Linked DNA regions of Triticum aestivum: region 2 is linked to region 1. The links are chromatin contacts, called in public Hi-C maps. All regions are on one chromosome and are shown on one strand. Each heading gives the region's core, a stretch centred on a gene start, on an enhancer-like site or on the middle of the called end of the contact. The rest is flanking DNA. Distances are from core to core; before and after follow the strand shown. Region 1 holds the start of LOC123169404. Region 2 has its middle 39 kb from the start of LOC123169404.

Region 1 (6,927 bases), core at 2,764-5,263:
CGACCATTCCTCACGGGTTGTCCATGGTCCGCTCATCTCACTTGAGAAATCCATTTGAAACCGGTGTTCCCATAGCTTAGGGAGACCCGCACGAATTGGATGAAACAGACCACAAGGAGAAACAAACTGTGCTTCTCGCCTATGAAGATTATATTCCTTCTCTAGAACGACAATGTACACATGAGAACTGGGCAAGAAGTGTATGAGACCATTTTGTGTTGGGATGCACCTTCACTTGTATATGTCTATAAATAGTGTGTGGCTAGGAGCCGTGATAGCATGTTCTTCCTTATCAAAATATAGCTCAGGATGAATGAAAATGTTTTTATTGTTTGTACGACATTTGATGAGATATTTGAGTAAACCAAACAAACAGGCTCTGTTGGAAAAGGCAGTGCCTAGGAGGCGCTTAGGCACGCCTAAGCGCTAGGCGATGGCCAAACGCCTCGCCTAGGGCATAAATGGACGTCTAGATAGTGCAAGCAAGGAATTGTCTATCCAAACGAGGAATCATGCCATATTGCACTAATATGCGAAATAGTCCATATTCCAATGGCGGTAGCTGGTAGTTAACTTATTTATATGCCCTAAATTAATATTGACACACATATAATACTCACGAATACACCTTGATAGTAAAACTATATTACCGTCTAGGTCGCGCCTAGGGCGCTTAATCACCGCCTAGACACTAGGCGAAGGCCAACCGCCTCGCTTACACCTACCGCCTTTTCCAACCTTGCAAACAGGCATCGACCTCCACCTTCCTCGATTATGCATGCGCTGCCTCCGCCTTCCCAACCACCGCATCCGATGTCGCTGCTATCCAACTCTTGAATCCTAGGTTATCCTTTGTTGTTCACGTCATGCACAATGTAGTGCAGGGCCGCGATGTGGAGGCATGAGATGTCCCTATCGCCACGGCAAGGGAGAGGAAGCGTCTTCCTCGCGAGCAAGTCGAGGTCATTAGTTTGGATCTAGGGCTATGTGGATCATGGCATCAGGCTGTTGTCATTAGTATTTTCGACTGGAAAAGTAAGACCGGTGCATCCACATCAACCGATGCAGTTATCTGATGGGAGCTATGGAATCTGTTGATGCACTATAGGAATAATTCTACTGGGAAGGAGTTAGTATATTGATGATCATGTTGGAGGCTCCATGGAGAGGAAGGAATTTTTTCCTAATATTTGATTACCGCATTATGGCAGTCAATCAACTATGCCATACTCATGACTAAGAGGAAGTTACTAGAAAATGGAAACCGCGCGGAATCTGGTTGTTTCTCCAGGTGCTTTCTTCACATGAAGAGAAACATGGTTTACCTCTAGAAATAGTATGACTTTGAGATCAAATCCTCCTTGATGACAGAAGTTAATACGTGCAACAGTTTTTTTTTTTTGAGAGATCACTTGCAACCCTGATTTCTGAATTATGGTATATGTATGACATACCTCCCCAAGATGGAAATCAAATAGGAGACTTGTAGATAGCAGAAACGTCAAAATGAGCTTTTCAAAATAAGAACATCAAGCCCAGCACGATCCACTTAGCCCTGTAACAAGTATTGTGCCTCACCTGATGGGAAGCAGTTTGCATCTGTTATATAAGCATGTGAGGCTTAGAGCATCTCTACCCCATCCACAGTAACTTAATTCACCGTTCTATTCCCCATCCTTTAGTTGCTCATTTTTTAGGAATTAAACTTTCTTTCATATAGCCCATCCCCCAAAATTTTATCGTCATTTTTTTTGTTTTTACCCATTGAGCCAAATGCTTTCATACAAACTTCATTTGAACATATATGTTTGCAACATATTAATTCAAAACTTAAAATTTCAAGTACACACAGTTCAAATACATATCAAATTTAATGTTTCCTTCTCAATTGAAACCAATGATCATGTTTCACCACAACTCTTGCAGTAGTGTTGAAGAGAATAAGAGATCCTGATGCATCCGGAATCAGCGCCAAAAATAATGAAGGGGATATACTGCGTTGGTTGCAAAGTAATTGCCGGTCGCACGTTTAGTTAGTTTTTCCCTGCCGCGGCAACGCTCAGCTTTCCTTCTAGTATGTGACTATGTGCTCTGTTTTTGGCTGTGATCCAAAAGTATGAAAGGTTGTTTCTACAAACCTGTCTAGATGGAGTACATGCGTATTGGGCACCGACTGTTTCTACTCTTGAGTGGAGTTTATGAGCATGAACTTTGTGAACTGTGAAGCTTTATCCAAACAAAAAAAAACTTTGTGAAGAGGAGCTCATGCTCTTTTCGTGAAAATTCTATAACTATTTTTTTTATGAAAAGGGGTTTCCCCCAATTTTCATTAAGAAAAACTGATGGTTAATGTTTCGAAATTTCCGTACAAAATCATGGACGTAATATAGAAAATTATGTAGATCTGCAAAAATCTAACTTCGAACGCGTGAGAATTAAGATACTCTAGTTCCAAAACTACGATTACATTTCCCCTAGTAGCAGAGTGTTTGTGTCGAAGCGCTGGAACTGCCAGTGCGCCGTGTAGTTGCTGTCGAGATGAGTGAAGTTGTCGCCCACGCCCATGGCCATTGGGTACCCGTACCCGCCAGATGGTGGTGTATTGACGTAGTCCCTGCCGGTGACGACCTGAGCGGAGTACTCGGGCGGAAGAGTACCGTCGGCGAAGTCAGGGTAACACCCAAGTGGCATGACTGCATCGCACAACTCGTCGGCAACCCACATGGTGAGATCAGTCCAGTCGTAGTCAGCATTGCCAAAGCCAGGCGGGAGCATCTCGCCGCCGCTGGAGGAGTTGTTGTAGTCAGCATTGGCGAAGCCCGGCGCGAGCATCTCGTCCTTGCCGCCCGAGTAGTTGTAGTCAGCATTGGCGAAGCCTAGCGTGAGCATCTCGTCGCCGCCGGCTGAATAGTTGTAGTCAGCATTGGCGAGGTCTAGCGCGAGCATCGCGTCGCCGCCACCCGAGTAGTTGTAGTCGGCATTGGCGAGGCCTGGCGAGAGCATCGCGTCGCCGCCGCCCGAGTAGTTGCCGCCGACGCATTGGAAGCCGCGGCACCCTGGCTGCGTCTGGAAGGGATCGTCCAATGAGAATTGCTCGAGTAGGCCGTCGTTGTTCCCAGCGTGGAACGGCACCATCTGCAGCTGCTGGAAGCCGGCGGCGTCCATGTCCACGGGGTTGCCGACACCGTGCCCGCGCTGCTGCGGCATGAGGGCGTCGTGGGAAGAACCCTCGAGCCGGCCGTGGCCGCCGTCGGCAGGTATGCCCAGCGCCTCCATCCTGTCTCCCGTGGCCCGCAGCGCCGCGTCGATGGTCTCGAGCAGCCCCCGCGCCTCGTCCAGCGTCATGTCGTTGAGCGCGGCGTCCCAGTCCGCGAGCGCGCCGGGGCAGCCGTGCCGCGTCCGGGCGAGCTTGGCCCTCTCCTTGCCCAGCTCAGTCTCCATGTAGCTCCGGTGCGTGTGCCGCGCGCGGGCCTCCGCCGGGACGGCGCGCCGGTACCTCTCGAGCACTCCCTCCTCCGACTCCCACACGAGCGGCGGAGCCCCCGCGCCGGCGGAGCAGACGAGCGCGACCGGGACCGCGCAGAGCGTGGCGAGCTCCGACGCCTTCTTCTGCAGCCCCTTGGTCCTCCTGGCGTGCGTCTCGGCGCGCGCCCGCGCCTTCTCGATGAGCCTCATGGGGACCTTGCGGCGGGCCATCGTGGCTGCAGACCTGCGGTGCGCGTGCTTTGCTTCTTCCTCTGCTCCTCCGATCAGAGCCGCTTGGCTTGGCTTGGCTGGCTGGCTGGATGGAGCTCTCCGGGTGAAGCGGCTGGTATATATAGATAGAGTACGCGAGCAGGCTTCTGTGCGCCGGAGGCGGAGGCGGAGGCGGATTCGTCCGTCTCCCCCGAACGCGGCGGGCGCCATGAGTGCTACCTAGTGCCTAGGCACTAGGCTTAATAAGCTCTGTAATCTTGCATCAGTCTGGCTTAGCGCCAAACAAATGATGCCGTGGGCTGCTAGCTGCGGTTTAAAAGTACTTGAGGCCGTGATTAGCCAGAAAAGGCAGGTGATTATAACGTACTACTCCGGAGCTACCGGTATGGTGGGAAACCGTTTCGATACCGGTACAGGCTTTGGTGAATCCGATTTCTACTTGGCGCGGTTAACGCGGCATCATTGAGGAGCGTCCCCGATCCCAGCACGGACAGCACCGGCGCTGGTGCGTCCGTGCGCGTCCTCCGGAGGCATCATGCCCGATGCTAGATGCCGGCGGCACGCCCCGGAGCACTGCGCCGGCCGGCCGCGCGCCGCAGTTGGAACTAATCGGAGGTGGGTTTCAGATGAACATTTTGCTGATGCAGAGTTCGGTGAACCTGCTGAGCACACGCTGAACCAGCACAAAGCAGAAGCTAGTAAATATTTGACCGAGACTCGCATTGATCAAACTAGTAAATGCAAACGGTTACATCGCACAAAGTTTGTAAGTTGTAACTCAGGGTACAACAGAGCCCAGAGATGTCTTGCATGTCCGGAAGGATGACAGCACTACCAGAGCAAACAATAGGGACACCGATAACGCGCGACCGTCGGTCTGGAGCGCGCCAGATCGAACTTTTCGTTCCGGACGGAAGCGGGATCAATCGAACGAGTACAACTCGTTCCGGAGGAGAACGCCCCAGCGCGAACGCCCCCATCAACAGGGCCCGGCCTTTTTCCTGTGAAAGGAAAACGAAAAATAAAGCTCATATTAAGTTACGACTAGTAAAAAAAGGCCCAGTTTTTCTGCGATTAATAAACAACGTTCTTTTGCACGTCATAATTGCCATGGACTTTTGCCATTCTATGATTTTTTTTTGCCACGTTCAAGTTTACGTTTAAAAAAAAATGGCGACAAAAGGAAGAAATCATGGCAATTTGCATATGTGCAGTACGAAAAACTGGAGAAAAAAGTTTACAAAAAAAACGCAAAAGTTGCCATGAAGTGATATGGTGAAAAAAGCTCTCTCTAGACACATAGAAAATTTTCGGGAAAAAATGGAGAAAACATCTTAAGTTGTAATGATATTCTACATATAATCCCCATGGCAAAAACAAATTTGAAAGAACAAACTTGCCGTGTTTTCAAACTAATTTGTAATGTCCATGACAAAACATTCTCCGGATGGACATGGCAGAAAGACACAACGAACCATAGCAAAAAATGCATTTAGTTGCCATGGGAAAAGACACATCTATAAACAATACTGATTTTAGTTGTCATGCCAAATTTGCCTTGTTTTTAAACATCTACAAAACATTGCCACGTTATTTTGAACATCTTTAGTTGCCATGGCAAGTTTGCATATTTGTGAACATGTTAATTAAACGAAGTTTCTCATATTTTTGAACAAACTTAATTAAAAGAAGTTACCATGTTTTTGCACATATTAAAGTTCGCCATGGCAACTTTGCCATGTTTTTGAACATTTTAAAATGCCATGGCAAATTTGTCATATTTTTGAACATCTACAAAAGGTTGCCATGTTTTTGAACATCGTATGTTGCCATGGAAAAGTTTGCCATGTTTTCAACAATTATAACTTTGCCATGGCAACTTTACATGTTTTCGAACATGTTAATTAAAGAAGTTTGCCATGGTATAAAATTGAGTAAAATTTGCCATGGCAAAAATGGTTTAATTTTTGCCATGGCAAAAAAGTAGTACTTTTGCCATGGAAATAATTAAAAAATGCCATTTGTGACACAAGTATATTTAAGATGCTACATAGTAAAATTTACCATGTTCTATAAATTTAAGTTTGCCATAATATTTGAATTAAAATTGTCATGCTCTTTATAATAAATTTGCCATGGCGACTAAACTAAAAAATTGCCATGGCAACCTAACCTAAAATTTGCCATGTGAAAATAAACGTATTTTTGTCATGGAAAAAATGGAGCGAAAATTGCCATGGAAAGAAATGGATTAATTTTTGGCATGGGAAAAATGGAGCGAAAATTGCCATGGCAAGAAATGGATTAATTTTTGCCATGGCAAAAATGGAGTACTTTTGCCATGGAAATATATTTAAAAATGCCATGGCTATACAAGTATATTTACCGTGCTACGTAGTTAAATTTGTCATGTTCTGGAAATGTAAATTTGCCATCATATTTAAAACAAAATTTTGCCATGTTCTTTACAATAAATTTACCACGGCGACTAAAACTAAAAATTGCCATGGCAACTTAATTAAAATTTGTCGTGTCACTATTACAAAGATTTCTAAAATTTCCGTGATGATGTGTGAACTATTACAAAGATTTCTAAAAAAATGCCAAGACAATGTGTGATCTCAGTACTCGTAGCAACTTAATCCAATCACCAAATAGCAAAAACACTGCATATGATCTAGAGGAAAAAACAGAAGCAATCACAAAAAAGGGGATAGCAGCATACCACACGAGCAGCAGTAGCAGCTCCTGCTGGCTCGATCCTGGGGGAAATGGAAGAGGAAGCCGCCGACCTCCCCAGATATTGTCCGAGCAGCACCTCATCCTCTAGCACGCTGCCTACGCGAGCACCAACATCTTCCCCGGACGGAGGGCACTGGGCCATGGATGGCTGTCAGCTGTCGATGAAGGAAGCCATGTCGGAACCTCCGCGTCGCGCTTTTGTAAGGCGAAACGGCGGAGATGGAGCTCTAGGACGGAAGCCGCGATTTCGCTGGCCGTCGCGAGCAGCACCGCGCGCAGCTGCAACCCCGCCATGGCTGTCGCTTGTTGGATTGCCGCCGGAGCCGAGGAGACTCCTCTCGCACAGCGTCAAAGGGGATCACCGCCGGAGCCGAAAGGGGCTCTACCCGCAATGGCAGCCTTATCGAGAGGGTCGAGCAGCCCGGGCCGGAGGCCTCTGATGGCGGTGGGGACGGTCAGCTCGGCGACGGCGGACTCCGATGGCGTCGA
Region 2 (6,927 bases), core at 2,980-5,479, 38 kb before region 1:
TTGAAAAAAAAATCAGAGTCATTTTGCTATATTGAGCCATCAAGTACATTCCTAAGAATTTAAGGCTTAATAATTGAAATCTGAGAATGCATGAAAAAGTTGAGAAAATTGGGTTTAAAAATCCTATTTGTATTCTTGAGTCTATGTTTAGGCCTTATCCAAGAAAAGTAAAAGAATTCCAAACACTAAGGTATCAACACTCGACCCCAAACATGGAGGTTAGTAGATTTTTAATTCAAAAAGAGCAAACAAATCTGAAAAAAATTGAAACTTCGTGTGGCATCACTATATGATCCTTAGATGTCGTGGAAACTTGTTTATAAGGTTTGGTAAATATTTTGGCATATGCAGTTTACAAATCGGACCATCTTCGATGAAGAATCATTGGTTCGAGAGGAAACGAGTCGGGTTTATAGGCAAATTGTCGGTTTCTTCATCGTTTGACGTTCATGTTTTTTACACTCAACATACACCATCACATTTTTATGTCCACTTTTAGAAAAAAAATTGGGGTTTGTTCGCTATATTTATGACATTAAGTGCATTTTTAGGAATTTAAGGATTGCTATTTTAAATTTGAATTGAGATTGCAAAATTATTTTTGCAAAATTGGGTCTAAAATCCTGTTTATGCTCTTGAGTCTATGTTTGAGGCTTATCCAATAGAAGTTAAAGAATTCCAAACATTAGTGTGCCAAGTATCGATCCCAAACATGGAGGATGGTATTCTTTTTAATTCCAAAAAATGCAAACAAAGTTTGAAGACATGAAACTTGGTGTGGTATCATTATATGATCCTGGGATGCCATGGAAAAAAATTCAAGAATGTTTCGCAAAAATTGTGGTATACATTGTTTGGAAACCAGATCATCTCCGACGAAGAATCGTGGTTTCCAGTGAAGCGTGCCGGTTTTAAATTCACAATGTCGGTTCCTTCGTTATTTGACCGTGAAAATTTTTCTACGCTCAACATACACCATCACATGTTCCACGCGAAAATTTGAAAATTTTCAAGGTCCATTTGCTATATTTAAGCCGTTAAGGGCATCTCCTATGGCATCCCACAAAGTGGATCGACTATCCTTCCGTGGATGCATCCGAACACCCAACTGCATGCCAGAAATGCCCACCCACATTTCATACGAAAGTAGAACCAACAGGACAAATTTCACGCAAACCAAACCTAGTTCATGCAAAGTTCAACATATTACATTAAAACCGGATGATAGTTGACAAGTTTAAATAAATATACTACGACTAGTATGGGAGCCTAACCTCATCGCATGAACTTCATTGTTGTCCACTCCATCACCATCGCCATCGTCATCGTGGTCCTTCCAGCGGCAGAAGGGAGCGTAGGGGCCTGCCTCTCGCCTTCCCTTGCCGCTGTCGAAGGCGCTGGCGCGCTGCGACTCGGCCACGCCAATCTTGATGAGTTGGTGGTTGAGGCGACGCCGACGCTGCATGGACATCACTATGGTGGTCCTAGACTTGTCACTCGACCAAGGCAACGTGAGGTAGGGGTTCGCGAGGACTTAGTCCGACGCGACGTCGGACGTCACTAGCACAGGTCTACTATGCGTGTTGCGCAACTCCCATAGCTCCGCCTCCCACGCCGCCCTCTGGGCCGTCGTCGAGGTGTTGCGTGAGAACATGTTGCAGCTACCTGCCCGAGGTAATGCAGCAAGCATCCGCGTGCATTCACGATTGCCAGAGAGTCTTCCTCCTCCTTCACGGTGACCAGACACCACTAGCTTCTGGTCGGCCGACAGGGAGGTGATGTCGGCACCCTCTCCTTGTTGCGTCACTGCGTGATGCATGACGGCGATGGTGGCTTCTCCTTGACGCGGCGTCCGATTTGGATACCGCGGTTGCGTGTGGGAGGGGGCATCTCCTCATTTCCTTCATGACAGAGCGGTAAGGCGGTGACGGAGACGCTAGACCACGATCGCGGAGGGACCGCTCGAGCATGACCTACAACTGCAACTAGAACTACTTGCCCATCATGGCGGCCTTCAGGAGGAGGGGCGGCTACTAATGTGCCACGTCGTTTGAGGAGAGCATGACCTCCTCCTTCTCGGTTGGCGCGTCCGCATTGAAGCGGGACCACCTCCCCGTCTTGTCACGTCGCTCTGCCCGGCATGTGTCCACTCTAGAGTGGCAGACTACCATTAATGCACGATGAACATTCGAGAGTGGTATGCGCGAAGAGGGTTTTGGGTGGGACCACGTTGTCTGGTGCGTATGTGGCACGAGTCCAAACGGCCACAAATCTCCCCCGCGTTTGGTTCTAGTTTGCGGGAATTCAGACGCACTGCGCGTCCGCGGGCATATGTGGCTCCGCGTTGCATCAAAAAATGATTCGGAAAAAGCCTAGGTTAGCATGGAAAAGTTTGAATCGAAAGTGCATGAAAAAGTTCACAAAATTGGGCTAGAAAATTTTATTTGTATTCTAAGTCTATGTTTAGTCCTTATCCAAGAAAATTAAAAGAATTACAAACATTAGGGCGTAAAGGCTCGACCCAAACATGGAGGTTAGTTAGTGGCGGTGCCATTTCTCAAGAAAAAAAGTTAGTGGCGGTGCCAGAAATGTTGCCTTGTGTAGTCAATTTGAAATTGCGTAGTCAAATATATGAATTTACACAAATTTATTCCAATATTTCTACACCTATAAGCTAGTTTCACCAAAAAGCTGGGTAGTCAATTGACTACCCAGCTTGTACGTGGCTTCGCCACAGTAGCTTTTTAATTCTAATGAATGCAAATGAAGTTTGAAAAACATGAAACTTGGCGTGGTGTCATTATACGATCCCTAGATACTGTCAAAAATATTTGAGAAGGTTTCATAAAAGTTGAGATGTGCACTATTTAGAAATTAGATCATTTCCGACAAAGAATTGTGATTTCGAGAGCAAACGAGTCGTGTTAGAAGGCAAAGTGTCGGTTCCTTCATTGTTGGTTTTGGCGGTTGTGTTGGTGTCTTGTAGTGGGGTGCATGAATGACGGGAAGCAATGGCATTCTTCTTCTACGACCGCATTGGGTGAAGTTGACGGTGCTAGGATCAAGTGGACACACAAAAGACCCCGGTCGAGGTACCACAAAGCCTCATTCTCATCACTTTGCGGTGGTCCGGTTCATCGGCCCGAAAGCATCCTTGTATGTGATGGTGCTCCTTCAGTTCTGGGTATGATGGTAGTTCCCCTCTTTCTTCAGCGTTGTCTCGGCGATGGTAGGGGATGATGATGGGCGACGTTTTGACGTGGAACAAGATTTTGCTGAAGTGAATACCCAAGCCTCTATTGCAGGCAAAGATTTTGCCTCCAGGTTTCACCACTTGGGTGAAAGCAACATCTGAATGTTTGGCTTGCGGGCACGTGTATTAATTTGGGATGGGGGGTGGGGGGGGGGGGGGGTGTACAGTTCCGCTGTGACTCTAAGGCTTCGGTGAAAATTTTCTTAACGTGATGCATACTTCACGTGTGGCTGTAGCGTTTTTGGTGGATGCAGGACATTCGATTTGTTTCCTGCCACCCACGATCTGTTTCTTTGTTGGCTGGTGCATGCCGTGCGTTGACTGTCTGTTACGATCTGCATGCATACGTGATGGACGGCCGCCAAAATTGACAAATTTGATCTACGGATGAAATCAAATCACAAAATGATCTGTCCGTGAAATGCTGACATTTTTGTGTGACACCCGACACGAAGGCGCCACACTACATTGTGCAACGCCTCACAGATAGACGCTACACGCCTGGCCAGCGTCGCACCCGTGTGATCCGAAAATTACTAAGTCAGTGTGCAACGCCTGAGAGCTAGGCGCCACACTATACAGTGTAGCGCCTAGCTTCTAGGGGTTGCACTAGTGGTTGCTTCATTTTGTAGTGCAACCACTAGTGCAGCGCCTAAGAGCTAGACGCCACACTATACAGTGCGGCGCCTAGCTCTTAGGCTCTGCACAATGACTTAGCAATTTTTAGGCAGTCTGGGGTGCAACGCTGGCCAGGCGTGTAGCGCCTATCTGTGAGGCGTTGCACAGTGTAGTGTGGCGCCTTTGTGTCGGGCGTCACACAAAAAGGTCAGCCGCGTGAAATAGTTTCACGGGCAGTTCATTCTCTGATTTGATTTCGTCTACGGGTCAAATTTATCAAATTTGCCCTTAAATCGTGGGCATCACACCATCTTATCCCTATCCACTCTTAAGATATTTTGGCTTTCTTTCCTCTCGATTTCTCTCCATCTCTCTGGAAGGCTCCCATCAAATCCGTGCACGGCTCAACCACCGTTCCGCCACCGTATGAGCCTATAAAAACTGCTCTTCCCGTCGCTTGCTCCCAGCACATCGTCGCTCGACATGCATGTTTCTATGTCGCCATTCGTCGCTCGGCCGCCATCATCCGCCTTCGTCAAGGCCAGGCCACTGGCGTGCGCCATCAGGGCACGGGCGTGGCTGCGGCGAGCCTCCACTAGGCCGCGTACTGGGGAGGAGCTGAATCGCCATCGCCACCATACCGAGGTTGCCGCTACTGCTCATGGGGATCTCCATTGCCACAAGACCGAGGCATCCTCTGGTGGAGCGGCGGACACCACAGAGCAGCGGTGGCCCGCCCAACCTGCCGCCGCTTCGAGGTCACTGCTGCTGTGTCGACCTCGCGCCTGCCGTTGGCACCTTGAAGTCTCCGGTCCACGTCTTTGCTCAGGGAAACTGTCGCCTCGGGTAGGTTAGCGCTGAAGGCAATGCGAGGAGGTTCTCTCTGCCCTCGGCTGAACTCCTCGATGGCGAGCGCGCAAAGGTTGTGTGCTCATCCCTCTCTTGGTTATGTACCTTGCTGCCCGCGTGTGTGCTCCCGCATCCTGCTGTTGCGTCATCTGCATGCGCAGGAGCAGTAGTATGCTGCTGCTGTGTGGTGGGCATGTGCACTTGGTCCGTGTGTGTGCTAGCTAGGTGAGGGTCACTGCTCTCTCTATAACTTTTTACAAAGAAACCTCCACTCTCCATCATGCATATCTCCGCAGGTAGGCAGACGCTTCCAAGATCAAGAGAAAAGGTCCTTGGATGAATAGCTTTTGCTTTTGGTGACATGTGATGTGATTTGTTGTGACACTTCAGGTATTAGCACGCGTATAGTACTGGTTTTGACTTATGAAGTGTACCCTACATTATGTGTCTATGCTGTGTGTTTGGGGCTGCTTATTTCTAGGCAGCTCAATAGGAATAGGGTGTGTTTTATCACCATCAGCTAGGGATCCACTACTTTATCCTAAACTGCTATTAAATTCACAAGAGGGAGCATTTCAATAACAAAAGATGTCTCGCAATGGTTTATAATATCATGCATATATGTATGATGCACCAACAGTTCCATTTTTGTAGCTCTATTGCGTACCAAAAAAATTGAATTGACAATGTCTGAACAAATATGAAGTAAAAAATTATCATGAAAGGGAATTGTTTTATTTTTCAAAACTAATGAGGTTGGATCTGCTTAAAGCACGTATTCATCAGTTAACTTCACTTTTTAGGGTAATTGCATTTTAAATCTCCACAAGAGGATAAAAACAGTACTCTTTTGGAGATCATCTAAACAAGATGGACGGGCTTCACACCTCCTGTGCCATTTTATGTGTTTTAGATTTTACTTCAGGGAGCATTCATCAGTTTGTGTTCTAAATTTTACTCCAGACAGTGTCTTTGGACTGACGCCACTCTGGAGAGATAACTTTAGCACGATTGATGGTTGCTTTTCTTCCCCTGTTGACATATCTCCTTCCTCTAGATGTGAATATATTAATAAAACAAGGAATTTTTAATATTACTGTCTGACGGAGTTCGCAGATTATTCAAACTTTTTGCAGCTATGGAGATCTGTCCGGACGGTCTTCTGTCCTACCTCTGAATCGAGGATATACTGTCGCTGTATATGAAGTGTAAATATTCAGATATGTAAGCTGCCTCCTAACTTCTCTTTACAGATTTATTATCTATGAAATGCATGCAAGCAAGTCCTATCTTACAGACAATTACTCCCTTATAGATAAATCCGTTGATTCATAAATTAATTGGCCGGTGATCGGTAGATAGTCAAGTGGATTGATACCTGGAGTTTAGAGCTCAAAGTCCTTCTAACTTCTCTATTTGGCTGTATTTTCTTGACAGCTTTGAGAGAAGAAGTACTGTTGGTCATTCCTAACATGTATATTTTAAATACTAGAGAAGTGAATTGATAGTTCATTCAGTAGAGTATTAGTAGATGATGATTTCTTTTCTTTGCATTCAACTGGTGTATATCCTGATATGTTTAGTCCGTTCCCAAAATAATTTGTGAAGTAGCCTTAATAATTATACACCTTCTCTGTGTATTAGTACTCAGTTTTTTGGGGAGCTGGAAGAAGCCAGCTTATCATAATATGTGAAAATGAATTTATTTACCTGCAGTGCCTTTTATCAGTTGACAAAGTTGTTTGTTAAATAGTTAGTTAGGCATTACAGTGAAGCTTGGCCAAGGGACTTATGTTGAGGCCTACAAGGCTCGAAGAACTGTAAGTAAATTGGTGCCCTTTGATGTATATTCATTTGTCAACTAATACTTGGCCATACTAGAGAAAAGCGCACACACCCCTAACAGATTCTAAATGTATACTTGGACGACCTTTAAATACCTGGATGATATTCCGCATAAACAAAGCCATATCGTCATTTTAACGCAAGAAGCAAGCAGTGTCCCATAACAAAGATAGCTACTGCTTTTGCTGAGTAGCAAATTCATTACTTACGGGGGCATCAAGAAGAGCTCTCTGCACAAAGGATTCATTACCTGAGCAAGGCATACAATTCAGGCGGCCTTTCATGGATTCACCTTAACTGATAGCATATGACCATGAGATTTTATTTCTTGAAATATAAGACCGCACCACCCTGCACAAAGA

The links. Hi-C and Micro-C count contacts between places; a contact is called where the count stands out from the background.
Region 2: a Hi-C map of an unstated tissue shows a contact between it and region 1, with 4 times the contacts expected there. The contact joins the enhancer-like site here to the promoter of LOC123169404 in region 1. A contact is called at or near these places in 2 of 5 Hi-C or Micro-C datasets (leaf and an unstated tissue).

What each region holds. Positions count from the first base shown.
Region 1 is chr7D:505,109,112-505,116,038 of IWGSC CS RefSeq v2.1, reverse strand. It overlaps LOC123169404, which reads right to left and starts at 4,013. Exons shown (of 1, transcript XM_044587242.1): 1 at 2,388-4,013. The coding sequence starts at 3,906. The coding sequence ends at 2,464.
Region 2 is chr7D:505,147,458-505,154,384 of IWGSC CS RefSeq v2.1, reverse strand. It overlaps the pseudogene LOC123169855. Among protein-coding and RNA genes, the nearest start is that of LOC123169404, 39 kb to the right of the region's middle. Within about 2 kb of position 4,229, at least 1 of the 8 cell types and tissues checked has an H3K27ac peak or open chromatin away from gene starts, as enhancers often do.